Linked DNA regions of Zea mays: region 1 is linked to region 2. Evidence: chromatin contacts called from public Hi-C data. All regions are on one chromosome and are shown on one strand. Each heading gives the region's core, a stretch centred on a gene start, on an enhancer-like site or on the middle of the called end of the contact. The rest is flanking DNA. Distances are from core to core; before and after follow the strand shown.

Evidence for each region. A called contact is a pair of places that touch in the nucleus more often than the background predicts.
Region 1: a Hi-C map of leaf shows a contact between it and region 2, with 5 times the contacts expected there. The contact joins the promoter of LOC100272898 here to the promoter of LOC100273032 in region 2. A contact is called at or near these places in 2 of 25 Hi-C or Micro-C datasets (leaf and tassel).

The regions. Positions count from the first base shown.
Region 1 is chr5:161,975,701-161,979,341 of Zm-B73-REFERENCE-NAM-5.0, forward strand. LOC100272898 (fiber protein Fb2) reads left to right here and starts at 1,280. Exons shown (of 5, transcript NM_001147351.1): 1 at 1,280-1,469; 2 at 2,345-2,484. The coding sequence starts at 1,370.
Region 2 is chr5:161,789,273-161,793,192 of Zm-B73-REFERENCE-NAM-5.0, forward strand. LOC100273032 (26S protease regulatory subunit 8 homolog B) reads left to right here and starts at 1,926. Exons shown (of 9, transcript NM_001147481.1): 1 at 1,926-2,242; 2 at 3,076-3,173. The coding sequence starts at 2,032.

The DNA of each region.
Region 1 (3,641 bases), core at 30-2,529, 190 kb after region 2:
AAACAAAAGAAATTGCATGCAAGGCTCTTCTTTAAATACTACTCCCTCCATCAAAAATATAATTCAAGAATCTCGGTGATACTTATCTACTACTACGCATTGTACAAGGGTAGCAGGTGGGCTTGGGGAGAGATATAGTAGATGTGTTTTCTGTTATAGATATAGAAATAAACACACATGTGGTGTAGTGGTAGCTACTGCTAGCATTTGCTTAAGAGGTTGTGGGTTTGAATTCCCTTGGTGCCATGTGAATTTTTTTAATTTTAGCTAGGCGTCGGCTGTACGGGGGGGGGGGGAATATGAATGGGAATGGGTTTTGCGGGGAGGGAAAATGATAATGATAGATAGAATGATGACAGAACATGTGAATGGACTGTGCGCGAGGAGACTACTATTGCAGCCTTAATAAGTAGTAGAGATATCTTGGACTAATTTATTTGGATAAGTTTTAAACTCGATTTGAATCCTCTTGAAGCTTCTTCACATATTTTGAGTGATTATCTTGTTGATGTTGGATTTATTATTTGTGCATCCCATCAACACAATTCAAACACATGGGTCCGCGTTCTCGTGAATTAAGCCATATGAGACCACTAGAAGTAATAAAACATATAAGCAATATGAATTCAAACTTTTTAGTTTTCAATGAATGTCCTAATTCATGTCTATATGCACTAGCCATATCTGGTAAGGTATGAAAGGCACAACCTATTTTACCTTTGCTTTGGTTAGAGGAAACACTAGTCATAATTGATGTTTTTTAACTCGCGTTCGAATCATAAAAAATATTTACTTCATTTCTTAGCATGTAAAATATTTCTTTATCTAGTGGCTTGGTAAATATATTGACCAGTTGATCTTGGTCATCTAGACTCGCAACTTCAATTTTTGGCACTTGAAAAATAAACAATTCAACTGTATGTAAATGACCTAGGGAAAAGAGATATGTTTTTCGATACAAAAGTATAAGAGATAAAACAGTACTGTATAAAAATGGTTGTAAAAATACTTTAGAATTCTTGATACAAAATTGTTTATGTGCGATATATTGAAAATAAAAACAAACAAACAAATAGGCCTTCTACTCTTTTTTTCAACTTGAAAATTTTATTAACTAGTTTTGTTTTCAGCGACTATTGTAGATGCTCATGCTCTACCAGAAACCAAACAAAGTGACAAATACTCTGGCTCCAACCACCGTCAGGTTTGCGGTGCAGGAGAAATAACACCTCCCTAAATAGAAAACAACACAAGTCACCATCGAATAGAAACGAAATATTTTTAATCCGCTTTTCGGTTGGTGGTGCCTGGCATCTACCGTGCGGAGGGGGAAGAGGGAGAGGCCAGGAGAGGAAAGCCTGCAGCCACCATGGATTCCGACCTCTGGATCTCGCGTCTCACGGCCGCCAAGCGGCAGTTTGCGCTGCAGCGCGCGCAGCGCCAGCACGCCGCCCCGGCATCCCATCACGGTATCTTTCGTCGTCGTTTCTTCATCCAGAGCAGAGAAATGCCGCATTTCTTCAGCTGGTGACTGTTCCAGCGGGGAAAAATTTGTCCTGGGATTGGGCTGCATCGTGGCGACGCTTCTTTCTTTGATCTCCATTCCCCACTTGACGCGATTGGAGCTCGCCGCTAATTTCTAGTATTTTCCGCGATTTTTGTTGGATTCACTAGGTGTCAGGTGAACACCTAAAGTAGGTTTGATTTTGCAGCAGGACTGCATCTTACTTTCTCCATTTATTTGCTGGCGTAGGACCATATAAAACGGAGGGAAATTTTAGACATAGCGGGACTTCTACAGCATATGAACAAATTATGTTGTCATGATTTTAATAGATTATGCAAGTATCAAATGTTATATTCTTTTGAATACAATATCTGAAATGTGCAGTTTTTCTCATGTTAAATAATCCTGAGATCAATCACATTATTGGAAATCGACAAATATTTCTATAGAGTATTTTGTGGTAACCTATCCATGCCACTTATACACAAGACACTTGTCCAAAACTATTGGTCTAGAATTTTATTTCTTAAATGATGCTGCAGGTTTTGCTTTGCGATATGGTTTTCCTTTTGATATTTCAGATATGCCCATTCATTTGAGATGAAAGGTGCTATCAGCGATGTTATATGTTACTACCTCCGTTCTCGAATCTCGAATATTTGTCGCCCGCTAGTTCATTTTCGAACTAAAACACGACAAATAAAAAAGAACGGAGGGAGTATATATTTTTCTTATTGTACTTGCTGTTCAATTCATTTCCCTTATTGCATGCAGATCGAAATGAATCCATTTCTATAAAAAATAATTTGTTTATGTCGCAAATAAACACAATTACAGATCGATTTGGGTATGATGATATCGAACCTGAGGATGATTTGCACTCAGACTTCCCATGCCCTTACTGTTATGAAGATCATGATGTTGCTTCTCTCTGCGCCCATTTGGAGGACGAGCACCCTTTCGAGTCTAAAATTGTGGTGAGTTCAGCTCCTTCTAATTGTGCAATATTTACAGGATATTGCAGATTGAAGGCAAACCAAATCCATACCAGTTAAATTCTGTTTGAGATGTAAGAACTAAGTACTATAACTGGTCCTCAGTCCTCTATAGCGACCAGTTCTTTGTGCTGAGTATTTGTATGATATTTTCCCACAAATTGTTGTTAGACATCACATTTTATTGGCCACTGTAGCTAATTGCCTAATTCCTTTTAATATTTTCTATACAAGATATATATTAGCAAGTGTTCAGATCAGAATGATAGTTTTTTTTTTCTCGAACACGCATGAGAGCTGCACATCTTTATATATTAGAGAGAAGAATGATAGTTTTTTTTTTCAAATAATACTTGTCATTCTTCGATGATAAAACTATAGGGATGGAATAATCATGGTTTTGACATGACTTGCAAGTTTATTCAACCGGTATATGCTCATCTATCCACAAACTTGATTGACTAGATGTCCATGTAAAATACCTCATGCTAGCTCATCTAGATTACTTGGCAGGGAAAGACTGCCCCTGTGCCATTGTACTAAGAAGTTGAAGGTTACTTGACATGATGTCAAGCTTCAAAACATAGTCACTATGTTCTAGTTCAAGATCTACAATAGTATTAGACAGTACTATTAGAAAAAACATCATTCTGTTGCTTGTAGGAACTAGGAACTATACTGCATGGACCATGTTCATTGTTGGTAGGCAACATATGGTGATTACCAACAGGTTTCTGGATGGCCTTTAGCAAGGACCAAGAACTCATCTATACAAGTACCTACCTGTATGTGGTACAAGCTTACATAGTTTCAACCCTAAGCTAGTTTTCCCCTTGACATCTAAACTTTTGAGCATAACCCCCAGTCCCCCACCCATTTATATAGAGCCCCACGTGCACCCACCCACACCCACATGCTCACACCATGCTCACACAGAATTAATGTGTTATGGTTCAAAATGGATGCAGTCATCAATCCCAGTCCCATTTGACCTGCTGGAAATGCAGATGTGATGTTTTTTCTTGAAAGTGTAGGAGAGCTACGCATCATATATATTAAGAAGAAACAGGTCTAAAATAGACCAATACAAAGGTCTGTGGCCAACCAGCTCATGGCGGCCGAAAACAACAAAACATAAA
Region 2 (3,920 bases), core at 676-3,175:
TTAAAATGAAGAAAGCAATCCATTCATATCTTATGAAAAAGTAAATTGGTTTAATTCCAAGCAACCTTTGCACTTACCTTATGCAAACTAGTTCAATTCTGGACATATATATTTGCTTTGGTTTGTGTTGGCATCAATCACCAAAAAGGGGGAGATTGAAAGGAAATGCCACTCCGCTATAATTCACCGGACTGTCCGGTGTAGCACCGGACTGTCAGGTGTGCCAAGCGGAGCAACGGTCGCCAGCGCAACGGTCGAGTTCAACGGTCGGCTGACAACGCTACAGTGCACGGATAGAGCGCGCAGAGTAAGAGCAGCGCCAGAAGGCGCACCAGACAGTGAACAGTGACTGTCCGGTGCACCACCTGACTGTCCGATGACCCCACCTGTCAGAGCTCCAACGGTCGAACCCTAACGGTTGGGTGACGTGGCTGGCGCACCGGACTGTCCGGTGGCGCACCGGACTATCCGGTGCGCCCATCGACAGCAGCCCCTCCCAACGGCTATTTTGATGGTTGGGGCTATAAATACCCCCAACCACCACACTTCAAGGCATCCAAGTTTTTCAGCCAACACATTCAATACAAGAGCTAGTGCATTCAATACAAGACACAATTAGATTGAATCAAAGCCTCTCCAAGTCCCAATTCCACTCAAAGCAATTAGTGACTAGAAGAGAGAGTTTTGCCCGTGTTCTTTGAGCTCTTGCGCTTGGATCGCTTTTCTTCTTTCCATTCTGGTTCCCAAGACATTTGTAATCAAAGCAAGAGACACCAATTGTGTGGTGGTCCTTGTAGGGACTAAGTGTCCCAATTGATTGAGGAGAAAAGCTCATTCGGTCTAGGTGACCGTTTGAGAGAGGGAAATGGTTGAAAGAGACCCGGTCTTTGTAACCACCTTAACGGGGAGTAGATTTGCAAGAACCGAACCTCAGTAAAACAAATCATCGTGTCACACTCTTCATTTGCTTGTGATTTGTTTTCACCCTCTCTTTCGGACTCGCTTTTATTTCTAACGCTAACCCCGGCTTGTAGTGGTACATAAAGTTTATAAATTTCAGATTTGCCTATTCACCCCCCTCTAGGCGACATTCACACCCCTTATAATTTGGTTTCGTATTTTAGGGGGTGTTTGGTTTCCACGTCCTAAACTTAAATTTACTCACTAAATTACCAAACGAGGTGACTAAAATAGTTCTTTAAAATAACCAAACACCCAAATCTGATTAAACTAATATTTAGTACTCATATTTGATATTCAAACATTTAATACGATATTTTAGTCAGGAAACAAACACTAGGGTTAGATCTAGATACTTATTCGGATGTTTAATTTTTGTATTATTTCTTTAGTTGTGAACAAATAACATATAGAATTTGCTATGTAAATTTACACTCTTGTTTTTAGCATTAGGTCTATTAATATTCATAGAAAGTAAACCTTAAATTCCTTCTATACCATTTTAAATAATTGATATAAAATTCAGATACAAATTCGAATGTTTTTTCGTTTTTTGTTGTACGGAGAAAATTTTATTTTGTATTTCATAATATTTCTTAATAATATGGTTAAAAACTAGCTTAAATTCTATGTATATGTTAAAATATTAAATCAATTTCAAATATTTTAGAAACATTTGTAAGACTGTCTAGAAGATTATTCATCCCCATATCTATATTTAAACTATACTTTGAGAACAATATAATCTATAGTACGAGTGTTTTAGATAACTATATAGTCTGTTAGAGTAGTTCTATTCGCTGCAACTAGATTAAAGTTATTCAGACTGCTACAGCTATAATTAGAACAAAATAACGTAGAAAAATTAGAAGTTGGTGGATTAAAGCCGTAGCCAACAGGTTAATCTGCTGAACACGGTTTAACAAACACCCTACCCAAAGGGGCGGAAACCAAGCCGCCCTGACCGCCAGACCCAAGCCAACAAGCAAGAGCATTACTACTGCTTCCGACCGAAACCTTTCTTGGAACGCAAGAAGGATCCCCACCCCGACCGACCTACCCTAATCGGCGATGGCGACGGTGGCGATGGACATCTCGAAGCCCACTCCAGTGGCGTCCGGCGACGAGGCCGCGGCGGCGGCCAAGGGGAGGAGCGGCGGAGGGGGCGAGGGGCTGCGGCAGTACTACCTGCAGCACATCCACGACCTGCAGCTCCAGATCCGGCAGAAGACCCACAACCTCAACCGTCTCGAGGCCCAGCGCAATGACCTCAACTCCCGAGGTAGCATTTCTTCTCGATTACGCCCCAAACCCTTGAATCGATGTGCCCCTCCCGCACCGCGGTTTGGTGTGGTGAACCCTTTGGTGGAAACCCTACCTTTAGCTGGGTGTTAATCATGGCCAAAGGCCCGGACTTCAGTTGTCTACAGTGTTGGGTTTCGATGCATGGTTACCTCAAGCTGAAGTGTCTTACCAAATTATCTGATCTGATGAAGATGTCCAGTTAACTACTGATCAGTGTGTTAGATCGACTGAAGAATATCTCCAAATGAATAAGCTTTAGATGTTTAGCTACTTGAGCAGCAGGCTGACTTGGACTTGGACTGTTCAGTTTGAATTGTGCATGGTATTGTCGCAGTGGTAACTGTTGTTTTGCTGTGTTTGGATCTTGATTTTGGGAGTGAATTATACGTAAGTTGTGCAGGCTATCTGTTGCTTGCCTGTGTTTGCATATGTCATCTTTCAATTTTGCTCTACTACATTCTTGTGGGGTTGTTAGGACAATATTTCAAGCAGGTTTCTGTATTCCTGAGGTTATCCACTATTATTCATTGCCTGCATTTCATTGACATGATTTTGGTATTGTGGCTGCCTATTGTGTGACTAAATTTGCCTCTAGTTGAACACTTGTAATGTGAAATTATCTTGATGAACACCCTGCGCCCCCATTACCTACCTAGTGGAGTAATATTCACTCGCATGATTTCACCATGATGCTTTTGTTTAGGATTTATTAAATTTCTGCTGTCTCTGTTTCATGAGCAGCACATCCTTCTACATCTATTGTTTTCTGATTACCATACTCTAAGTTTGGCCTTGCAATTTTAATTTCAGTTAGAATGCTCAGGGAAGAGTTGCAGTTGCTTCAAGAGCCTGGCTCATATGTTGGTGAGGTGGTGAAGGTCATGGGGAAATCAAAGGTTCTGGTGAAGGTAATTTTTTCCTACTCCACAGTCAGGACATCATATGGATATCATTTAATGCTTAAAAGTATTTATTCTTCTTGTTATATAAAACAAAGCTTGAATAAGATTTTACCAGTTCTCTCTCATTTAGGCTTACATGCTAGAAGAGTACTCTGCTGCCTCCATTTAGCACCTATAAATGAGCTTATGGGAACATGTCTTTGTTTAAAGATAAGTTCAGCTGTGCAAATTGTGACTTTTGTATCTTTACAAAGAACAAATATTCATCCTTGACTGCATTATGATCCCTGGAACTATGCTTATAAAGAACAAATATTCAGCACTGGAATGCATTATATAGATCCATGTTCCCACCATATCTAAAACAACCAAACAAGTAAAATAATTATCTGGCCATGGTAATACAAGTATCTTAGGTGCCTTGTACAAATTAGCATCAACCTTCGCATTTTAAAATCTTGGTTGTCAGTCTGTCACATTGTCGGTATGCCTACTGACCAACAGGTGCGGATCTGGTGGTGGGGTGGGTGGGACTTAAGCCCCCTTACCCCTCCGCAGTAGTGGAGCCCCTAACATGGAAGAGATCAAAGAGGGTTCTAGAGTTTGAAGATGATTTGGGCCCCTTTTGTAGATTTCTAGATCCACCACTGCTGACAAATAATCCTTAATTGACATATACTGCATGTGCAGTCCAGTTTGTCTAAGCTATGTTTTTATGGTCCCCAGATTATCTGAACGGAGTACCAATTGAAA